Linked DNA regions of Sus scrofa: region 2 is linked to region 1. Evidence: chromatin contacts called from public Hi-C data. All regions are on one chromosome and are shown on one strand. Each heading gives the region's core, a stretch centred on a gene start, on an enhancer-like site or on the middle of the called end of the contact. The rest is flanking DNA. Distances are from core to core; before and after follow the strand shown. Region 1 holds the start of SLC44A1 (choline transporter-like protein 1). Region 2 overlaps SLC44A1 (choline transporter-like protein 1).

Region 1 (7,324 bases), core at 1,030-3,529:
TAAGTACTAGCTACTACATAGAATAACTACACTAGCCAAGAAGATTTTTATAATCTGAGAGAAATGCTCCCATATTGACTCTGCTAAGAGAAACAACTCCCCTTTCCTTGATTATAAAGAGGGAAGACAGATGGCTTCTTGTTTAAGACTGTAATTTTACTTTCAGCCTCCTCCCTCAGTTAAAAACAAGATGTACTTTGAGGCTTTGAGGGAAAAATCTCAAGGGAAGGTTTTTTTATTTCTGGTGTATTGAATAATTCAACAAACATTTGAAAGAGCTGAGACAGATACAAAGGAGAAAATGCTTTTCCTTGTTCTCAGGGAGTTTACAATCTAATGGTGGAGTTTACAATCAGAATTGGGACCAGAGCCATTAATGGCCTAATGGTTATTGGTAACATACTTAGGATTCACCAGCCCAGTGGTATGGTGAACCCTCTGATCAAATTGTAAAGGAACACAGGGAGAATACAGGGGAAGAATTAATGATCTCAAGCAGTACTTAATGAATCCTTACTATTCTACTAGTTACTTTCATTTATTATTTAATCTTTATTTTATTTTATTTATTTATTTTTTGGCTGTGCCCTCCATGTGCAGAAGTTCTTGGGCCAGGCATCCAACCAACGCCACAGCAGTGACCCAAGTCATAGCAGTGACAATGTGGGTTCCTTAACCCACTAAGCCACCAGAGAACTTCATATATTGTTTAATCTTGACACCCACTCTTCCTGGTTAACCTTATTATCTGTTTTTCACAGAAGCGGAGAAAGAGGCTAAGAGAAGTGACATATTCTGGTCACAGACCCAAGAAATTGAAACACACAACTGGAAATTCTTTGGCTTTTTCTTTGGCTGTCCCCAGGTTCCCATTGTGACTTTGCTTTCCCTTTCAAGGCACATAAAGTCAATTTACTTCTGTGCTATTTCCCCCCACCCCAGACTTTGAGTAGTCTTTTTTGTTCTTTTCTTCTTTTTTTTAGGGCAGCTGGAGAGGCATATGGAAGTTCCCAGGCTAGACTGTGAATAGGAGTTTTAGCTGCCAGTCTATTTCAGAGCCACAGCAAGTAGGATCCGAGCACAGCGACGCTCCTTAACCCGCTGATTGAGGCCAGGCATCGATTGAGGCCAGGCATCGAACTTGCAACCTCATTGATACTAGTCGTATTTGTTTCTGCTATGCCACAAAGGGAACTCCCTGAGTAGTCTTTAAAACTTCATGCCTTTCATTTGCAAACTTTTTTTTTTCTTTTCTGATTGTCTTTAAGGAAACATGTAAAGGACTTGTAATAGTGCCTTGTAAGTGGTTCTCTTAATATTAAGCATGATTTTTGGTTTTATTCCTGCTACATTTTAGCTGTTTTCATCTCATACCATTTCTCAGCGACTTAGGGTTGTAAATTTCTTGAAGGTGGTGACCACGCCTACTCTGTCGATAATGCATTGCGTATGTATGTAGCAATGGGGACAGCAGAAGCGTTGGCTCTTTTGTTCACCTTTTTATTCTTAGTGCCTATAAACTACTGTAATTTAGTATACCCTCAGCATATATATGTCTTAATACAATGAATTAATACTCGTTTATTGTATTTGTGGTCTATTCTGCACAAAAAGTATCTATCCTTCAGATCCGATATGTCTCTGAATTGAAAGACCTGGAGAACTTTCTGCCCTTTCCCTATTTTCAGCTGTTTATAAGAAGTTCGACCTTGAGTGAGTTCCCTTAGGCTCTCGGTGCCCTTCAAGGCTCAGTTTCCACATCAGCAAAATGGGGCGAGTAGCAACAGATGATCCTCGTCTTCTATCATCTACTCCTTCTCCAGGGATTTATCGTGTACCTTTTCCTCTGGATTAACATCAGCCACCCCTCGGGTTGCGCGCCTCGCCCATGCCTCCGGAAGCAACCCGGCCCCATTTCAGCAGCGAGCCTGCTCAACTCTCGGGCGCCCCAGCCTCAGGCGCCCTCTTGCCCTGAGGTAGCGCTCTGCCTCGGTGCCACAGTTAAATGGGCTCGGCACCGCGCAGGCTCCGACGCGCGCTGAAGGGCCCGGCCTCGTTTTGGCCGCAGCCGCCCGGCCGCCCGCGCGGCGCTGCACTGGGGGCGGGGAGTCTGATGGGAGACGCGAGCGGCGCTGAGGAGGCGGCTGCCCGGGAGAGGGAGCGGGAGAGGGACTGGGCGCGGGAGGCGGGAGGCGGGGGACAGGGGGAGGCGCCGTCGCCGCCGCCGCCCGCCCCTTTCCGCTGGGGAGCAGCTGCAGCAGCAGGAGCGGAGCAGGAGCCACGCAGCCACCACCGCCGCCGCCGGGGGATGTGGCCGGCGCCTGCCCCGAGTCGCGCCGCCTCCTGAGTACCTGCCGCCGCCCGAGCAGCCGCCGCCACCGCCGAGCAGTGCGGGGCCAGGCCGCGCCCTCCCCGGGCGCCCGCCGGCTCGCATGCCGAGGGGCTCCGGGGCGTAGCTGCGCGCCCGGCGCCGCCTCCGGGCTCCTCCGGCCCCGCCATGGGCTGCTGCAGCTCCGCCTCCTCAGCCGCGCAGGTGAGGGGCTCCCGCCTCCCGGCCGCCCGCCCGGATGCCTCTCCCGCACCGCGTTGCGCCGCGGGCGCCCGCTGCCTCCCACTACCCGCAAGCCTCCCTTCGGCCCACGGTGCACTCCAGAGACCCCCACCTCCGCCTCCCTCTCCTGCCTCCCTCTGTCCCGCAGATGCCCCCGCGCTGGCTCCCGAGGCTGCTGACTCGCAGGCGCCTCTGCGCGGCCCCCAGGGCGCCTCTAGCTCTGCCCGGCCCCTTTCCGACTTGGCAGCCTCCTCCCAGTCACACCTGAGCGGCCCCGTCCCGCCAGCCTGCAGGTACTGGCAACAAGGGCGCCTGCTCTCTGCCCCAGGTGGCACCCCTTCCTTCGTCTTGTGGGCCTGGCTCCTCTCTTCCCACCTCCTTGGAGACTTCCCTCGCCCCATCCACTGACTATTTTCTGTGCTTCCTGGAGGAGTACCCCCAGTATGGGCTGTTTACCCCTTTCCCACCTTATTACAGTTTCTGCTCTATTCGATATTGTGTCCCCTTTCTCTTGCCAGCGCCCCCCGTCCGGGTTCAAGTGTTTAAGCGAGTCCCGGAGCCCTTCTTCGATCCGCTTTCCCAATTCTAGTCGCTTGCCTCCTACCCCATCCCCCCTTTGTGCCTTGACCCCGGGCACCGCGGCCTCTTCGTAAACCGAGGCCCCTGCGGGAGCGCTGGGACTGGGTAGGGAAGGAGATTGGGCACCTGGTGGGTGACGGGAGCGTTACGGAAACTCCCTCTTTGTTGCCAGTGTAACAGGAGAAAGAGGTGCCGAATTTAGTTTTTCTGTGGGCACTGGCTGAATGTTGTCGCTGAGGGCTGAGATGCAGAGATTTCTCCCAGCTTCCACCCTGCCCCCATCCAAATTTCGCTAACCTCCCTCTCGCCAATCCGAGCCCTTAACCTGGACAGAAATGTTTAGACAACTGTATAAGGATCAAATGTAATAGGACTTGACTGATGGCCACTAATAACTGAGAGGACCTGTTTGTAAATTACCTAATTTAGTGGATTAGTGAGTGTATTTACAAATACGATAAAAAGCAATCAGGAATACTGCATCAAACTGTCTGGTGGTGGTGTATGAAAAATAGGCTCTGACAACGCCTGGGATGTAATCTCACAGTTTCATTAGCGTAGAATTTAACTGTGGTCTTTGATTTGTTTGTTTTGGGGGGAGACAAGGGCTCTTGTTTTTAGAAATAAAGGAGGGTCGGTTCTTGGTGAAGAAAAATGCTAGTTTGGGAAAATAATTCCTTCAGAGATCTGGCATCTGTGATAATGCCAGAAGTGTTTTGCTGCTGCTAAATGACTATATATAACTCAGTTTTAAATAACCTGCATACTTGTTTCGAAAATCTGAGATCTGTTAGAGAGAGAATGACTAGAATTGCAGAGGACATTTATGCTTTATTAAGTATCCATCCTATTTGTCCATTTCTTTTTTGGGTGTTTGCTTACTCGTGTGCTTTTTTTTTTTCTTTCCCTACTAGGATCACAGTCAGACGGATTGCTTTAGTTAAACCTTCCTGTTCAGTTAGAATAACAAAGAAAAACTATATATACTAGTGTTACCAAGGGTCGATAGACCACGGTTTTCATGTTAACAGATAAAGGTGTGAAATCACACAATACCTTTCAATTGGTTAGGCGTTTGGGGGAAGTAGGAGGAATCACGTTAAGTGTATTTTCTTAAATATTATTTTCAACAAAAAGGTGGCTTTCCTGTTGCCTTTCTTTTAAGAACTAGGTTACTTTGCATCCTTTTTTGGTGGTGAAATGTTTTAAGACAGGAAAATATTGGATAGTTTATGGATGGCTTGTTTCCTCTTGGAACAATTAAATTTGAGAGGGGTGGATGTTGGACCTGTTAAAACTCTGCTTTAATAACATGTCTTGCATTTGAGTAGCTCCATGTCTTACTTTTCAGAATGCTGTCACACATATTTTCCTTGCTTTTTCTTCCTGTTGCAGCAACTGTTTCCTTCATGCCATGTTCTTCCGACGAGATGCATGTCATGCACCCCCAGGGGTGCATTTTTTTTTTTTTCCCTGTGAATTCCTATAACCAATCAACAGCTGTCACATGCCTTTAAGTTCAGCTTTAGGGACTTGTAGTGTTCAATGGAGCATTGAGGAGCAGGTTTTGTGCCAAAGAGCTGGTCATCATTTTTTTCTTTTTCTTATTTAAAATTTTGGCATCATTTTTCGTTTGTGAGATGTTACCAATCTGCTGCATTTTAATGTTCCTTTCAGGAGCATTACCAGTTAGGATAATATAGTATCTGTATGTGTTGTGTTGAAACAAAATAAGGATGCAGCTGCACATCTTCTCTATTTGCGAACCTCCACATCACTTAGAACTTCTCTTAGAGGCCTCTATTGTATTTTTAACCTGAATGTTTCTTTCATCCCTTCTCTTGGATTGTAAGCTTTTTGAATATGGGAACTGTTTTGGTTTTCTACATCTTTGTATCCATTGCAGTGCCTCACTATACCTTGTACATAATAGTTGCTCAGTAGTCACAGAATATATAGATAACACAGATTCCAACATCTAGTTGGCAAGTACCATTGACTGTGAATCCAGCCCTGAACCATGTGCTGTTTCTCTTCCAAGAGCTGGTTGACTAACTCCACCAAGCCCATCCTCTTCTAAGAACTGTTTAGTTTAAAAATTTGAACTGTTTAATTTAAAAATCATCTGCCTTTCCCACATTGCTTCTAATTCTGTCAGGGGTACCATCAGTTTGCAAAATTGAGCAGGTTTTTTCTTCTGGTGCTCTGCTCAGTGCTTATATTTTAGTTGGAGCAGTGGCTATAACATCTTAAAAGAGCTTTTCTACAAACTGTAATGATAACCTGCACAGCACATCAAAACAATGTGCTTTGAGGTAATCTGCAGTTTAGCTTAGCCTTTCTCAGTGGTATCGTCAGCAACTTTAAAGCCCTGGTATGTTTTATCAATGTAAATATAGTGTGTTTCCTTTTTGTAGTAGGGATTCACTTTTGAAATACAATTTATTTTCCCTCATAGTCTCTTGCTATATTGTAGACTCTCATAAAAGAGTTTATTGTCTTCCAAACTGTTTCATCTCTTATAGTCCTGGTATTATTTTCACTTTCTTGGCAGTGTCTGGATATCATAATTTGCCATCAAAATAATTATCCTGTTTTTGGATTTAGATAAAAGAACAGTGTCACATTCTATACTAGTATTTCATTGTTGAAGGAGGAAATTATTGGGGAAATTATTTTTGCTGTATCAGATATGTGTATCTGAGAATCTTAAGAACTCTTAGATATATTAATAGGATGCTTATAGAATTCTTAATTATGTTTTTTTTTTTTATTAGTGACCACTACAAGTTACTTGCTACTATTAGTGATTGCTCAAAACAAGCCAGTACATGGTAGCCTTTGCCTAAAAATCTCTTTGAAGGGAACATAAAAGTGAGATAGTCTTGAGTTTCTTTTTACAGCACTAATCCTCCCTAAGACTCTTAAAATTTATTCCCAACTCTCCATAATTCGTTTGTTCTGTTATAACCTGACATAATTTCTATTTTTATAATGTTAAACTTCAAAGTTCACTTGTAAATCTTCAGATTTATGAAATGTTCTTTGCCATTGACAAACCAGTTTGAATGAAGGAGGCTTTTGAAAGATTACTTAGCAAATTGCCTAAAGTCTTTGTCGTTAATGGCTAGATCATTATTTCTCACAGCAGTGCTTTGGAGATTTCGCAAGTGTTCTGTAGTTCTGTGTCCTTTGGTTCTAACCTTAGAAATTGTGAGAGGGAAGGAGGAGAATCTTTATGGTTGAACAAACCCCTCATCTCTCTGACATTAGGAGAGATTGTTCTTGTCTGTGTTCTTGTCCATGTCTTCAAATTGAGAGCTATATATTTAACTGTATTTTTCTAGCTCTTATATCTTGTCTTGGGAGTAGTGAAAAACAATCAATTGGTTCACAAATACTGGTTAACTTTTGAGTATGTTAACTCTTCTGTAACAAAATTTTAATAGTACTGTAGTCTCCTGGTTTGTGGAATTTGAAGTCAGAGGGTAAAAATGAAATTTGAAGAGTGTAATGGGAATAACCAACAGAGACTTAGTTGTTCTATTAAAATATGTCCAGTAAAGTACACCTGCTTTAACTAGAACAGAAAAGTCAAAGCCTGAAGACAATTTAGTTTCTTCTTCTTCTGAATACTGCGCTGTTAGCATAGAAGATCTGTTCCTCCAAAAATGTAAATCAAAGTTAATATTTAAAATTGGCTGGAAAGTAATGTAAAAATGGTGATACCTTTTGTGTAGTTATTTTTCTTTATTCTTTTTTCCTCTTTTTTTGGCTGCACCTGTGGCATATCCCTGGAAGTTCCCAGGTCAGGGATCGAACACTAGCCACAGCAGCCACTTGAGTGGAAGCAGTCGAAATGATGGATCCTTAACCCACAGAGCTGCAGAGGAACTCCATGTATAGCTCTTTTTCACAGCCATTTTATGTTTTAATTTCTCCGATAATTCTGAAGTTGACTTGACTTCCATTTTGTAGCTGAGGAAGTTGAGACTTGGACATTCACAAAATTGGCTGAAATCTCAGAGCTATACTACTAATCCAAATTTTACTCCAGGTTTTTTGACTGCTTTACTTTCTGTGTTCACATACATGCTCCCCAAACCTTAAACTGCAGCTCATTTTATCTTTAGAAAAAGTCCACTTAATAACATTTTGAATTAAGGAGTGTCCAAGTTAAATTCATGTTGTTTT
Region 2 (7,013 bases), core at 1,539-4,038, 170 kb after region 1:
GGATTTAAGTTTGATATTTTCTAAAGGAATTCATTAATAAACTTGTGCAAGACATGAAATTGGTAGGGACCCAAATATTAAGCTATTTTATTCTGTTTTGATACTCAGTCTTACAACCTAAGTGATTTTCTGAGGAAATCTAGACCTGGACTAAACATCATAGACCAGGAAATTCAGAATAATAAAACTTTTAGGTTACCTATGGTCTAGTCAAGATCTAGCTGAGCATGAAAATGTCCTAATTTCCAAATGTTTTAGGAATCTTGAACTTTTATTTGCTAAAACCTGAATTTAATATTTGATATTCAAAAGCAGGTTCTTAATCTTTTAAGGGCAACAAGGGCCCATTTGAGAAACTAATGAAAGCAGTGAACTATCTTTCTCTCTATACCACATAACCTATCTATGAAAATTTAAAATAACAGTAGAATTTCAAGGCCCTTGGACTGCCAGCCTCCAACCCCATCCCCCATGGGGCCTAATGATCACCACTCAGGCTGCTCTAAATTTGGTTTGATAGTGTATTTGGAAATGAAGTCATGCTTAGGCCTCCATTGAAGATACTTTTCAGATCATACTTGCCAACTTTAGACCTAGAATCATTTTTCAAAACTTGACAACTTCAATTTAGTACCAGCTTGGAAAATAGAAACCACAGTAATCTGGAGTTCCCATCATGGCTCAGTGGTTAACGAATCCGACTAGAAACCATGAGGTTGCGGGTTCGATCCCTGGCCTTGCTCAGTGGGTTAGGGATCCAGCGTTGCCATGAGCTGTGGTGTGTAAGTCACAGATGCGGCTCGGATCCCATGTTGCTGTGGCTGTGGTGTAGGCTGACGGCTGCAAGTCCGATTAGACCCCTAGCCTGGGAACCTCCATGTGCCCTGAGAGTGGCCCCAGAAAAGGCAAAAAGACTAAAAAAAAAAAGAAGAAGAAGAGGAAACCACAGTAATCTGAATGAAAAACAGGACAGTCAACACTGAATCTTCAAGACGATAACATTTCTTTCCTTGGAGGTGTGAGGATGTGTGTGTCCAGGGATACATTTTTGTCAAGGCACCAAATTATTTACAAGGAACAAGAAAATCCAAGAAGAAATGAATAGGGAATCCCTGTAATTATCCATCTATCAAAAACACTTGATCCTTTATTACTGTCACTCAGGTAATGATGTCTGTGGCATAGTGTCATCAGTAGGTTACCATCTAAAAATTTATCAGTCAGCATGACCAGGAACATTTCAAGATGATGGCAAATTAGCAAATTCAGTTTAGTCCATAGTTGACAAAAACTGAGTGGAAAGTTGAAGGAGCAGATGCTGGGGGTGAGGGTGGGATTCAAAAGTTGTTCTCCCTGCATAAATCAGGCAGGTGTTTCTTGTTGTTTTGAGTGTTTTCCAGTTACCATCAGAGCAGCCTTGGACCACTGCCAGTGTGACTGTGCATCCTCTTCCCACATTCACCTCACCTTCCTTCTATAGGGAGCATGTGGATTTCTTCACATTTATACCTTACTATTAGGTAAGGGTGCTGCAACTATACGGAGGGTCCTCTGGGCCCTTGAAAAAGTAGGCAAACATTCTCAAAGAATTTGAAGTTGTTTTAAGGTTTGATTCCAGTGGGCCATGACTTATAATCAGGCATCAAATGATTACCTACATTTTCAAGCTGAAGAAAGCAGTAGAGATGCCATATTTGGCTGGTGAAGAAAGTAGAAAGAAAAATCAGCTCCCTTCCCCACCCCACGCCCCCAGAAAAGCCTGATTGAACCTTCCACAATGGCAAAGGGAGAGACCACAGGGGGAGGTTCCCATATTTGGTGGGAAAGAGTAAATCCAGTGTAAGTATCTACATTAAAAAAAAAAAAATTGGGGGGGGGAGTATAGTTGACTTACAGTGTTGTAAGTGTGAGTATCTACCTGTGATAATGTTTTTTGTTATAAAAGTGTATGCCCTCAAGGGAATGTACTGCCTTTGACACATGAATCTGATCCAACCACCCCATCAGCTGGGAAATTATTTGGAATTAGTTATTTTTTGAGGAATATGTGTTAAATCATTCTGCGTGAGTAAAGTAAGCATTGAGAGGAAGTCTTGAGAAATAAATGGGCCCAGGACTGGAATGAACTTCCTGCCAGCATCCTGAGGACCATCCTGCCCCCCCCAGAAAATGTGATCACTTCCTTCAGTTACCACAGTGATCATTTAGGTCGGGATTTTTTTTTTTTTTTCAAAAAATTGTATTAGGTAATTCACCAGGCTGAAACAATAATAGGACAGCCTTGGGACTGATGATTTGAGACAGAGACTATTGAGTAAATTTCTTGCATCCTCTGGGTTCTAGTAATATGTTCTCAGAACTTCTTTTTGGCTCTCTGGTTTTGGCTAGTTTGGGTTTCCAAATATCACAGCAGGGAAGCTACTTTTCTTCTATTCTGTTGCCTTAGTGCTATTAGATTATGTTGCTTTTGAGGTTCTCGTGATTTCTTCCATCCTAGAAAAGGGTACTGGGGGCTCCATAACATTTCAGCTATACTGTCTCAGAACATTCTTGACCATTGAATGCAATAGATCAGATTCTAATAGGTCTTGTACCCAGTGGAGGAAGTTCAGTGGGTTGTTAGCTGATTTGATTTGTTACAACAAGAAGGGGGGAGAAAAGTGTGGAGGGCACCTAGCAAAATGACAGGGGCTCTGGGAAAACAACCAAAGACAAGAGCATATCTTCTGAAGACCAAAGGTCCAACTTTATTTTTTGGCACAGCCTTTCTGAACTAAGTTCAGAATAGGCTCCTAGAATAAAGCAGCCAAGTTTCAAAGGTCAGTCAATGCGAAGGGACCTGCTATTCATCTCTCAGGCTCTGAGCCTTACATCCAAGGTCAGATCCAGCCCAGTGTACGGGGTGATAGAAAGAGAAAAACCCATCAATGTGTTTCAACTTCTCACTGCTGTATAATCCGGCATGAGAAGTATGTTGTGGTGCCGCATATTTCTCAATCTGATGCCTTTTTTGTCTTTGTTTTTGTTTTGTTTTGCCATTTGCATCCTATTTCATAGTGTCAAAATGAATTTTATACTGGTCCCTGTCTTTGTCCATTACGAACTGTAGGATCACAGTTGAGCCTTCCATGAATTCCCTGCTTCGGGATCTTCTATCTTAGCATGATTTTTCAGTTTTTCCTTGTTACAGTATCACTACACTGTGTTCAGGTGGGGAAACAAACATGTAGGTGCTTGAACATGCCCCACAGACACGGTCGTAGCCCTGTATGTAGTATTTGTGACTGTCATTATTGACACAGTACAGACTTTACAGAGTGTTATACTCTCAGAGGACTTTAAAAATATGTGTATTAAGCAATTAACTTTCTGGAGTTATCAAGTCTTGCTGGGAAATTAACTTCCAAGAGCTCTGAATTGGATGGAATTCCATCCGACGTCAGAGTACAATGAGCCTATATGAAATGGAGCTTTGAAATGTTTTCCTTGTGCAGAAATATGAACTAGAAAAAAAAAGTGCTGATCTAATGCTAAGTTTTCTGTGTACTGACTCAGTTGCCAGAATTATAATGAAAATTGTATTTTAGTCTAACAAATGTATAGAATTTTTTATGTAATAAATAAAATTTTATAGGAAAGAATGTCACTGTCTACTGTGTTGTAACACTTTCCCATGCCCAGGGTGGTGTTGAATAGTGTAGGGGAGGAAAAAGAATTGTCGTTCTCCCCTGCCCCTACACCCAACCCTTCTGAGTTCTTAGCTGTGACTCTGTAATAGAAGGTTAACTAGTGGAAAACACAGATGCTTATTAACATGTATAGCTCATGTATCTGTGGGAGATACGCAGGGGAAAATGATCCTTTAGGTGGCTTAGAATTCAAACGTAAATGACATCTTAATAGGGAAAGGGGAAAGAGGATGGAGGCCTCTTAGGGGAGAGCAAATGATTTTTAGAAAAGATAAATGGGTCCTTAGAAGAATCGATGGGCAGCATGATAGTTTGTGACAAAGTGTGTCTGGGTGTGGTGTTAGTTTCTAGTCTCTTTTCCTGTGATAAGAGTCAATCTCCCTTGGTTAATGACACTTCTGAGGAGATTTATGACATTTTTGTTCTTTTTCAGGATTTGTCTAGGGAGATAAGGAGTGTTCAGAGAATATCTCACCCTGCCTTTGCCGTTTTTCAAGTGCCTACAGTTGAAAATAATCAATGTAATAAAGCGGTGGCGGGGGTCTGGGAGGGTTGTTTGTTTTTGTTTTTGTTTTTGTTTTTTTGAGGTGGCACATCCTAAATTCCTGCAGTTATACTTTGGGGTGGCATATTCTGCTGCTCTGCAATAGAAAGCGATCACGGGCAGCATCTTGTTTTCCAACTGGGTCAGTATGCTGCAGCAAGGGTGCCCTAGAATTTCCCAGTTTTTTCTTTCCAGCATCTCTCAGCATGTTCTAGGATCCTTGAAGCATGAATCATAAATGTACTAAAGAAAATCTAATTTCCAAAGTACAAAGTTCATCCACTGACTGGCCAGGCTTCCTTGCTGGAGTCTGAGTCACTCTGTAAATGCTAAGGTTGCAGCTGAATTCAGTCCTCAGGCAGAATGGGAAAACCTGTTAGGTAAAGTTTACTATGGAAAGCACTCGCCGTGCTTGATGCAGTGCCCTGTACATAACTTGAAGCCTGGATCTGTGCTGTTGGTGAGGTTGTGAAACTGCGGAGTGCCATAATTTAGGCAGTTGTTCTGCCCCCATTAAAATTTGGAAAAATCAATCTTTAAAACAAATCCTTTTTTAAATGATATTGGGGACTGAGGAAGAGGAGTTCTTAAGTGGAAGGCCTTTTACAGTACCAATAAATCTCCAATTTGTTTTGTAATTTTGGATTTTTCCCAAGAGGCTGCTATAAAGATGGCTTTCCCTGAACAATATGAGTCATGTCCAGATCATAGCCTTAGTGGTTCATCTGTACCACCCTCCCCAAAGAAGCTGCTATGGAAGATTTGTGAGAAGTCCTCAAATATGCCAAGTGTTTGAAATACTGAAGAAAGTTAATGAATCTGGACTGGTAATTCTTTTTAGGGGGTGGTTCTGATGCAGATTTATACAAGTCCTTGTAGACCACCTAGTGATTAAAGAGCCAGTGAAAAGCCTCACATTTGAAAGGTACCGAGAAATCTATTCTCTCTCTTTGGCTATGAAAATATGATCTATATTTCAACCTCACATTTTAGAAAATAAAGAAAAATCTAGAGGGTTTCTTTTAGGAGGCATACTGCCTATACACTCTAGGATAATATATAAGTTGTGATTGAAATTTCAGCTTCAAATAGCGCTCAAAGCTTCAGCTGGTGTTAAGTAGCTCAGAAAGAAGCTAGCGTCCTAAGAGGCCCTTTGGCCTCAGATCTCTGACCAGGTGCTGTGGAACTAACCCATGAGGCCAGGTCTCTTCACATTATTATTTTTTTTTTTAGTCGTGGCAAGTAGCAATGAAAGTAAGTAATGCTTCGTGCCTTTAATTTGATAGTAGGTCTCCCTTACTGTCCAAATCCTGAGAAAAATAACTTTAGAAGGTGTGCCTAGGTTACATTTAGGATTCCAGAAGATGCAAAGCTAAGCTATTAGACCATTTCCTGGACTTATCAGCAATTTCACTACAAGACTTAATGCTCTCTGAGTAGTTATAAAGATCCTGGCCAGGTATGTCAGACTAGAGATGTCACAGTAAGGAAAGACAAAACGGCTTTCAATCAACCAAATTCATACTCTAACCTCACACTTCAAGACAGGTTATTAAGGGTTTGTGTTTGGTCTACTCCTTCTGTCTGCCAGAAGGGATTCTCACAGCTTATAACCAAAAGAATTTTAACATAGAAATTTAAATTTAAAAAAAAATAGGCATGTGAAAATTGAGAAAAGGAGATTCGGGGCATAAGATCAAACTCCGAGTTTTCTGTCAGCCCTGCAAAGAGGAAATCAAGAAAGGTACATACTTCTTATTTTTTTTCATCTTAGTAGTTTAAAAATTTTTTTATTGAAGTAAAATTGATTTATAGTGTTTTAAATATACAACAAAGTGATTCAGTTTTATATATATATATATATGATATTGAATATAGTTCCCTGTGCTATACCATAGGTCCGTATTTATTTTGTATATAGTAGTGTGTATCCACTAATGGTATATAGTTTTAAATGTCTAATGAAATGTTACAGAAGGGACTGGGCAGTCATTAAAAAAGGAATCTTTAATGACTTGGAGTAATGTCTATAGTATAGTCAATGCACAAGGAGATAAAGCAGTATTTATAGCATAACCTCATTTATGTAAAATCAATATTTTTATATATTTGTAAATGACTGAAGGTCATTTAAAGCTCTTAACCAATTCTGTAGGCACTGGTCGTTGATCGGTTAATTGAAAGGTTTGGTTAAAGAGGAGAATCATTATAAATGAAATGTTTTTTAAAACTACAAGTAAATAATCATTGCCCAATCTTTGACATATGCATTGGTTCTATTTATGACTCTGAGTCATCTGAAGTTGTCTATTTTCTTTTTTTTTTTTTTGACATTAAACATGCCAATAATGTCACCACCAAAAAATGAAATAGGAGTTCCCGTCGTGGCGCAGTGGTTAACGAATCCGACTAGGAACCATGAGGTTGCGGGTTCGATCCCTGCCCTTGCTCAGTGGGTTAACGATCCGGCGTTGCCGTGAGCTGTGGTGTAGGTTGCAGACGCGGCTCGGATCCCGCGTTGCTGTGGCTCTGGCGTAGGCCGGTGGCTACAGCTCCGATTCAACCCCTAGCCTGGGAACCTCCATATGCCGCGGGAGCAGCCCAAGAAATAGCAACAATAACAACAACAACAACAACAATAAAGACAAAAGACAAAAAAAAAAAAAAAAAAAAGAAATAATGTGAAATGTTGTCTTCTTTAAAATGGATCAAGAATTTAGACATGCTCTGGGAGTTCCCACTGTGGTGCAGCAGACAAATCCAACTAGTATCCATGAGGA

What was found. Hi-C and Micro-C count contacts between places; a contact is called where the count stands out from the background.
Region 2: a Hi-C map of liver shows a contact between it and region 1, with 3 times the contacts expected there. The contact joins the enhancer-like site here to the promoter of SLC44A1 in region 1. A contact is called at or near these places in 3 of 5 promoter capture datasets (fetal liver, liver and skeletal muscle), 2 of 47 Hi-C or Micro-C datasets (embryonic fibroblasts and liver) and 1 of 2 datasets of contacts at active chromatin or transcription factors (skeletal muscle).

Annotation. Positions count from the first base shown.
Region 1 is chr1:246,546,262-246,553,585 of Sscrofa11.1, forward strand. It overlaps SLC44A1 (choline transporter-like protein 1), which reads left to right and starts at 2,280. Exons shown (of 16, transcript XM_021067056.1): 1 at 2,280-2,533. The coding sequence starts at 2,498.
Region 2 is chr1:246,717,328-246,724,340 of Sscrofa11.1, forward strand. The region is part of intron 15 of SLC44A1 (choline transporter-like protein 1); the gene reads left to right. Among named protein-coding and RNA genes, the nearest start is that of FSD1L, 47 kb to the right of the region's middle. Within about 2 kb of position 2,789, at least 7 of the 83 cell types and tissues checked have an H3K27ac peak or open chromatin away from gene starts, as enhancers often do. A contact at or near this core is called in liver, where this site is marked.